Linked DNA regions of Pan troglodytes: region 2 is linked to region 1. A link is a contact called in public HiChIP or PLAC-seq data. All regions are on one chromosome and are shown on one strand. Each heading gives the region's core, a stretch centred on a gene start, on an enhancer-like site or on the middle of the called end of the contact. The rest is flanking DNA. Distances are from core to core; before and after follow the strand shown.

Region 1 (4,155 bases), core at 724-3,223:
GCAAAGGGTGGAATGTAGCAGCTGCTATTAGTGCCTTCCCCATATCCACTTGACATACACCTTTTCTATGCACGACCAGCCCAACTTCCAAAATGTTAGCATGTGTGACTTTTTGCCTAAGGGCTTTCTCTGGCTGCCAGAACCTATTCTCCCTGAACACAGGGTAGACTGGAAGTTCTAGGGCATCAATGTTCTGCCCTATCAGGCTTCATCCAATAACTGATGGAAGTTGGCGAATAAATACTCCAGCTTCCTTGCCCCTCAAGAGGGGATAACTGAGACATGCCTCCCAGTATTCCCTAGTGAATTCAGCCCACAAAGAAATTTCTTTGGTAATATTTCCTTTATTAGTTTTCTTCCCCTCCCTGCTGCTGTTTCCTGGGATTACGTCTCATATAAACAACCTGCCCTCAAAGTTTTGTCTTAGGATCTGATTCCGGGTGAAAGAAACTAAGATAAAGTTAAAATGGAAGTGCTAAACTATAATAATTGAAAACTAGAATCCTTCAGGTATTTTAAGAGTTGCTATCCTAGATAAAAACACTGTGCAAACATTTAACTAATATTCAGAAGAGTTCGTTTCATTATGAAACAGAACACAGCTAACTATTTTTCCCAGTTAAAAGCTCCAAGTCCAAAATGCCAGAACGGACACGGCCATCTTTCTAGTTCTTAATAAAAGGAGTACCAAACTACAGGGGGAAAGAAGCGCAAAATAACATAGACTTAAGTATTTCTTTAAAATTTTTGTAATTTCTCAAATTTTAATTTACAATATGATCTTTGGTATTACATGAATGTTATCTGGGTATGCTATAATTCTATAAATTTTTTTTAAAGTTTCCTTACACTTAGCAGTTGAGAAGCCCTCTAGCAGAGGTTTCTGAGGTTTAGAGGTTTCCTGGGAAACCTAAAATTGCCGCCTAAGATAGGATAGCTGCCTCTCCCCTACAACTTATACTCTTGCAGTAGGTGTTCAGTAAATATTTGTGGAATAAATACTTCAGTCGTTGAAAGGAGACGTGGTTTTAAAAAGTGGATTTACAAAGAGACCGTTTTGCAAGAAAAGAAGCTGGTCTGGGGGTCCCCGCAGGAGGCGGGGTTCCGTGCAACAGATACCAAGATGCCTCCAGGGCGGACCACGACCCAGCGGGCCGCCGGAAGGCTCCTTACCTGGCCGCAGCCGGACCCTCCTCAGGGAAGCAACTGCCTCCAGGGACTCCGCGGGGCTGTCGGGCGGTTGCCGGGGAGACCTCTGGCCGCCGCGCACCTTCTGCTCGGGGGGGGGCGGGGCCTCGGGAGGCGGGGCTGTAGTTCTTTGTCATTTCTTTTCCAATTCGAAATAGTCACTTTTGTACCTAATTTGGCATTCATAATTATAATACACTCATTTTCACAACTATGGAAGAGAGGGTACGCGCATGCCCATTTATGTCGCACACATGAAATGAAGAAACCTCCTTTCAAGCGCGGCTCCGCCACACTGCGCTAGTCTCTGTCGACAACTTCAAGTGGCTAGCCTCAGGCACAAACGTGTGGCAAAGCCACACTTTCCAGCTTTAGGTGATTTTAAAACAATTTCTTGGGCCACACAGCGTAGGTACAACATGGATTAGAGGTGAGGGGAAAACTGACACTCAGTGAAGGACCGTCAGAGGGCCGGCTTCCAGGAAAATGGGCCGCAGCAGGCAGGGAAAACACAGGGATCTATCCTGCAACTCGGAGAACCCTTTTCAAAAGAAGCTACCCAATCCCAAACCTTCCGCTTTTTTCCAAAGAGAGGGAGGAGATAAATAGACTCAATTAATCCGTCGACTTTTTCTCCGCCCATGTTTTCCTCCAGTCCTTACCAAAGATGGTGCCCTTCGCTTCCTCTCTCGGCAGCACGCAGGTCCCGGGAGCCTCTACCCGACCTCTCTATGATACGTCCTCCAGCCCCGCTCCCGCCGTGAGGGGCGGGGCTTGCCTGGAGGCGGGGCGCAGGGATCCGGAAACACCTGATCATCTATAGGTTTAGTGCCTAATGGGTGTTGTTCCTGGCTGGACTTGATGTCCAGGGCCTGAGGGGTTTTCTCGCCGAGTCTCCTGGGGCGGTCCGGTGGCTCGTGCCCTGTTGTGGGGCCCCCATTTGCCGCCGCCATGCCCACGGCCGCCGCCCCCATCATCAGCTCGGTCCAGAAGCTGGTTCTGTATGAGACTAGAGCTGTGAGTACCCCCTCGCGGCAGGGCGCAGGCGGGAGGATGGATGTCTGCCGGTGGGTGTGGGGCCGTAGGACAGAGGCTGTACTCTGCCTCCTCCTCCTTCCTCTCCAGTTCCCAAATCCCTGTCAAACACAGCCTTGGGGTAAGCTAGCTCCCTTGAGCTGTGCCTGGGCGCCTTTACCCTATTTTGGTACCCTGGACATTGCAGCATTTGCAGGTCCACTTACAAGCCATGGCTGGAACACGCTGGAAACAGGTGCTTGTGGTACCTGAGGAACTGTTCATGAGGTTCTCTGTACGAGTTACTGGATTCTTTTCAGCTTTCAGAAAGTCTGTTAAAGTTCTAGAGTTCACAAGTTACAGTACAGGCAGGGGTATGAAAAAAATTTGAACTATGACTTGTAACTTATTTTTTCCTATTCCATGGTATACCATCACTGCGATTCATGTGAATTACACTTCTATTGCTGAACTTTTTGGTTCTCTTTTTTTCTTATTTGAAAGGAAAGGAAAACTTACTTTGTTTAAAGACAGCTAATTTGTTTGGATAACATCTTGCTTTTCACTTGACTTTTTTCAACATAACATTTACTTTTAAAATTTTATTACTTTGAATGGCCATGTAAATAGTGAATAAGCAGATCAGTTTGTATTTCGATTACCAGTTCCTCAATTAAGGGGGAATGGTGTTTATAGAACTTCATACTTGGTCCTTTCTGTGGGTGGAAAGCAAAGTTGGTACAGTATAGCTCTTCTAAATTGGGGTGCCACAGTGATATTAGGGACTGTGTTTAATATTACCCATTTCATGCTAACAAGATTGCATATGCCAGATATTTGCATAATGCTCTTCACTATGTTATAGAGTGCTTTATAAATTGTTTCTCTGAAACTTGGGTTGTCTCCATTAGAGGAGTATGAGAAGGCATTTAACAGTTTCTCAGTTATAACATAGTCCTAATAGCACAATAACCTCTCCCTCAGGTTAACATGAGTAGAGAATTGTTGACCTTAAATTAATTTTGCTGACAACTTTGATTAGATCTAGAGCAGAAAATGAAATTATCAAATATACTGTATTTGCAAGTATTTTCAGTTCTCTAATGAGAGCCATAAAGAAGTATCATTTGTCATTGAAATGAAACCTATTTTCTGTAAAATATGCTGCTAAATTTCCCTCATTAGAAACATAAATAACTTTTTTTTTCCCTTTGAGACAGAGTCTTGCTCTGTCACCCAGGCTGGAGTGCAGTGGTGCTATCTCGGCTCACTCACTGCAACCTCTGCTTCCCAGGTTCAAGAAATTCTCGCACCCCAGCCTCCCAAGTAGCTAGGATTACAGGAATGTGACACCATGACCGGCTAATTCTTGTGTTTTTAATAAAAGACAGGGATTCTCCATGTTGGCCAGGCTGGTCTAAAACTCCTGGCTTCAGCCTCCCAAAGTGTTGGGGTTACAGGCATGAGCCACCGCATCTGGCCGTAAATAAAACACAAATTTCAGCCCATTAAAAAGCTGATCACTCATGAGGACTGCGTGAGATATTAGTGTTCAGAAAGCACAATTCATATTATAGGGCTCTTCTGCTCAGAAATCTTCAGTGGTCCCAATTCTGAAGAAAGTAAACTCTGAATCCCTTAGTTTGGCATTCAAAGCCATGTATTATTTGTCCTCAACTTGTCTATCTAGCTTTACATCTAATTTAATGTCAATTAATGAAACATTTATTGAGGATCAACCATGTGCCTTCATATGCCTTATTCTGCAGTAAAACTGTATTGCTTTCAGTTCCCTATATCTGCCCTGTGTTTTTCTGCTGTTCTCTATTCTCTTAATGCCACACCCCCTCTTTTCCTGTCAAAACCTTGCTGATCCTCACAGCACATATCTGGTCATGCCTTGCAAACAGTAGTCTCTCAATAGATGTGGATTAAGGAGCTTTAACACAAAGA
Region 2 (4,155 bases), core at 788-3,287, 670 kb after region 1:
TGGTGGTGCACACCTGTAATCCCAGCTACTCGGTAGGCTGAGCCAGAAGAATCGCTTGAACCCGGGAGGCGGAAGTGGCAGTGAGCCAAGATCAAGCCACTGTACTCCAGCCTGGGCGACACAGCAAGACTCTGGCTCAAATAAAAAAAAAAAAAAAGAAAGAAAAGAAAAGAAAGAAACATCACATTGTAACTCAAATATGTCCCCCGCCTTGAGCAGCCTTTCTTGACTCCCCAGGCAGAGCTGAAGGCCTCAATTACAGGATTGGAAATCACCGGATGCCTGTGCTAAGAGCCTCCCCCACGAGAATCTGAACTTGTTTTGTGCCTCCAGCACCAGATGCCTACCTGGTAAGCCCTTGGCAAAACTGTGCTGAATGTTTAACATGGTATCACGGACAGTGAATTAGGAACTTGGAGAGGAAGTGGCTGCTTTCTTCTGGAAGAGCTAATCAAGACTTTACACAGGAGGTGAGGTTTGCGAGATAGAAAAAGGTATTTCAGTTTATCCAGGAAGTTAGCACGATGGCCCAGCAAGGAACAGCAGTGGTGTGGAAAGACGGAGGGCGAGGCCCGAAGGAAGCGAGGAAGGGAAGCCCGGCAGGAGTGCTGGGTTGTGGTGCTGAAAAGTAGGCTAGCACTGGGCAGCCGAAGACAGCAGCGAGGCAAAGGAAGAGTTGTTCCCTCCCCTCCAGGACCGGTGATGGGAAGCGGGGTGGAGGTTGGGGTGGATGTCTAAAAGAAACGAGGAACAGCCGGGCAACGGAAAGTAGTTGCTTTGGAGAACGTGGTTGAGGCTGGAAAGCAGGAGTTGATGGGTAAAAGGATGAGGAGAGCTCATACCTGTAGTTCTTTTCATTTCCATGTACGACGCAAATTACCGAGCTCCAGAAAGGAGATGAGCCCAAAACCTTAACAATCAGAGGCTAAAAATGGACTAATCAATGAGGTGTAAGCCAAGAAGTTAATGAGGTAGGAGGCACAACACGGTCGAGAGTTATAAGACAAACCCAGGTTATTACTTGGGTCCTCGAGGATCCAATTAACTTCTCATTAAGTGGGGCTGGGTGCTCGGCTTCTCAGCTGGCGCCAGCCTCCCAGCCCCCAGCCAACGCCTGGAATGAGACTCCAGGGAAATTCGGCCAGCTGGTGGATCTTCAGCGAGATGAAGGCAGTGGCGTGGATAGGCCATTCACGGCGATACCCACCCAACTCTGTCCAGGCCTTAAGCAGAAGGCTGGGAGCAGCACAGCACATCAATGGCAGCCACAACGCCTTCCTTTCCCTTTCCCTGCCTATCACGCAAACACTCCCCTACTAAAGTGTACCCTCCGTGAGAACAGGGCTCCGTCCTTCTTCACGGGATGCGCGGAGCCTAGAAGGGCGCCCGGCCACGGCGACGCCCAAGTACTGGCTGAATAGTGAATGAACTCCGCTTGGCCGCACTTCAGTCTATCTGGGCACTGAAAGATGCGACCCGTGGAGCCGCCTAAGAGAGCACAGGGGGAAGAGAAGAAGCGGAAGCCTCCGGAGGTCCCAGCGAGGCGGCCTGCGGGACCTGAGCGCCGGGCTCCGTAGCGCGGTCGGGAGGGGGCTTCTGGTCCCAGGCCCAAGACCGACCGCTTTGCAACTGACCTTCCGGCGGGGGCGCCCGCGCGGGGCACAGCAGCCAGGCTCCGGCGTCCCGCTCCCGCCGCCCCCCGGCGGCGCCCGGCGACCGCTGCGCACGTAGGTCACCTGCCTCCTGCTGGCGCCGCGCGGCTGGCCCGGCGCGGGCGGCAGGTGCGGCCCAGGTGGCCGCCAGGCCGGGCCCGGCGGGGCGCTGCGGGTGGGGGACCCGGGCCCGGCGCGCCGCAGCTCTGCGCAGAGCCGCAGGCCGAGCAACAGCGCGGCCCCGAGTAGACACCGGCGCAGGACGCCGCAGCCCCTCCCGGGCGGCCTCTCCCGGGCCATGGCGCTACACTCGGGGTCCCGCGGGCCGCGCCTGGCCGGCAGCAGGGATGTAGCCCCACAGGCCGGAGCGGCCAACTGTGGGAACTCCCCCGCGGGCCGGGGTGCGGGCTCGGACCCGCCTCCCTCCCTCCCGACCGAGGAAGCCCCAGCGTAACCTTATCCTGCCCTGCCGAGCGCGCACCGCCGCTGGAACGGTGGTGGGCCGAACGCGGTCACAGGGGGCCCTCTCCGCCCCTCCGGAGGTGCCAGGGCCCGGCTGTGCAGGGTCCCTCAAGAGGTGCCCTCCGCCCCGGCCTCCAAAGCCTGACGGAGCTGAAAGACATAGGGCCAGAAAAAGCGCATTCCTAACGGGATCCCGGGCCATAACTTCATTTTCTGGTATTAGTGTTGTTGGAGAAACACAGGAGGAGGGTAGGTGAGCATACAAGGAACAGTCAAGCAGTTTGCACCATTAAGCACAATATAAAAATAAATAGCACTTATGCCCGGGCTTACAACTTCTCTCTCTCTCTCAAGAAAGAAAGGGATTGGGGGGCGAAGAGAATAGCACTCAATGCAGAATAATCAAATTAGAGTTATTCTATGTCTAAATTCTGCCTGAAGCCAATTCGTGCTTTCTTTCCGTGTTATGAAATGTGTGGGGGTGAAGAAGAAGAGGGAAAAAGCCAGCTAAGACATCTGACAGCGGGTTGGTGAGGAGGGGGGAGAGAGAACAGAAGTTACCATGGCATGATGTAAATCAAATTAATTTAGCTCCAAACACACACCTCCCTGCTGTCTCGCAGAAATACAGAGGGACAAATTTATCTTTCGGCAAAATGCTCCCCAGCTGGTATTTCCATCACCACCTTGACCTTAATTAATCAGACTGAACTCTCACAGCCTGAAGTCCAGTGGTGGATGTTCCATTTTCAATTGTTAGTAGAATCCTTTCCCACAACCCATTTGGGGTGGGTTTGGGTTTTAGGTTTGAGTTTGGGTTTAGATTTTTTTAAGCTGTAATCACTTTTCTTTTTTTCCTTGCTTTACTCTTGCATTTTCCATGCTTCCATGGGAGACTGCGCCTGCAGACCTATCCTCTTCCCCCGTAACAGCCTACAGCATGGACAAGAGAGAACAAATATGGGGCCCTACCCCCCTGCCCTTTTGAATGTTGGGTATTTTCCGTAGGGAGCCCTCGTCTCTAAAATCCTCTTCCCTTCCTGGCTTAAGAAAGACCCAATTTATTCCCTGCTAGTGAACAAAGCACTTGGGCTGTTTCTCTACATTTAACAAAATATCTCCACCCAGTCTAGTCCACCCCCTGGCCACACCAGATCTTCAGGCTCCTGAACGTTCCATTAGGATTGACTTTTGCTTTTTTCTTAGATGAGTCCAGGGGATATTGCAGATGGGTTCTATTTTAACAAATTTAAACAAGTACGAGTTTTTCCTTACACAAACTGAGAGCCAGCCTCACATCCTGTGACTATTTACTTGAACTGTGTTTGAACCAGGACCCTGCTGTTCAAGCACTATGAGACTTTCAACAAAGTACTGGACTTCTCTGAGTTTCCGTTTTCCCATGAATAAACAGATCTATATATATGGCAGGATTATAAATGTTGCATAAAATATTATATGTTTCATGCCCAAATAATACCTGGCTCACAGAAGGATCTCAATAGTAATTATTTTGTTATTTAGCATTGAAGAAAATCCTGGATGTTGTCATGAAAAACAAAAAGTAAGCATTGATTCCAAAGTGGGCAAAGATAAAGTATAAGGAAATTTACAAATAATTTATACAGTATTCTCTGGAATTCAGAGTACCCAATAATTTCAAGAAAATAACAATCATCAAGAAACGAACTCTGTTAAGTTGTATAAGGCTCTTTAAGACAGAGTTTGTAGGGTGCTTGATAAACCTGGATTGGTAGTGTCTGATGTAGACTTTGCTGGAAGTTTTATTTTCTATGCAGTCAACATAGTGCCGCTAACTAGAGAAGTCATATTTTGAAGATCGTGGTGCCACTAGTGCGTACCCTCTGCTCCTCTGTTGAGTTTCTCTCTGGGGGTGGGTGGGGAAGCATAAGCACTCTCCTATATTATTAAAATGGGGATATTTAATAAGACTCTGGGCTGGGGGTGGAGGTTGGAGTGGGGGTGCATACAAAACAGTGTAGTTCTTGAAGAGAATGGGCAGGATGACCTCATATTTTCC

Evidence for each region. HiChIP or PLAC-seq counts read pairs in DNA pulled down with a chosen protein or histone mark.
Region 2: a contact with region 1 is called in an H3K4me3 HiChIP or PLAC-seq map of stem cell-derived excitatory neurons, with 9 times the contacts expected there. The contact joins the promoter of METTL24 here to the promoter of AK9 in region 1. A contact is called at or near these places in 1 of 1 datasets of contacts at active chromatin or transcription factors (stem cell-derived excitatory neurons) and 1 of 1 other capture datasets (stem cell-derived neural stem cells).

What each region holds. Positions count from the first base shown.
Region 1 is chr5:121,604,520-121,608,674 of NHGRI_mPanTro3-v2.0_pri, forward strand. AK9 (adenylate kinase 9) reads right to left here and starts at 1,974. Exons shown (of 41, transcript XM_016956141.4): 1 at 1,851-1,974. FIG4 (FIG4 phosphoinositide 5-phosphatase) reads left to right here and starts at 1,124. Exons shown (of 24, transcript NM_001114624.2): 1 at 1,124-1,310; 2 at 2,066-2,205. The coding sequence starts at 1,124.
Region 2 is chr5:122,274,922-122,279,076 of NHGRI_mPanTro3-v2.0_pri, forward strand. It overlaps METTL24 (methyltransferase like 24), which reads right to left and starts at 2,038. Exons shown (of 7, transcript XM_016956145.3): 1 at 1,635-2,038. The coding sequence starts at 1,952.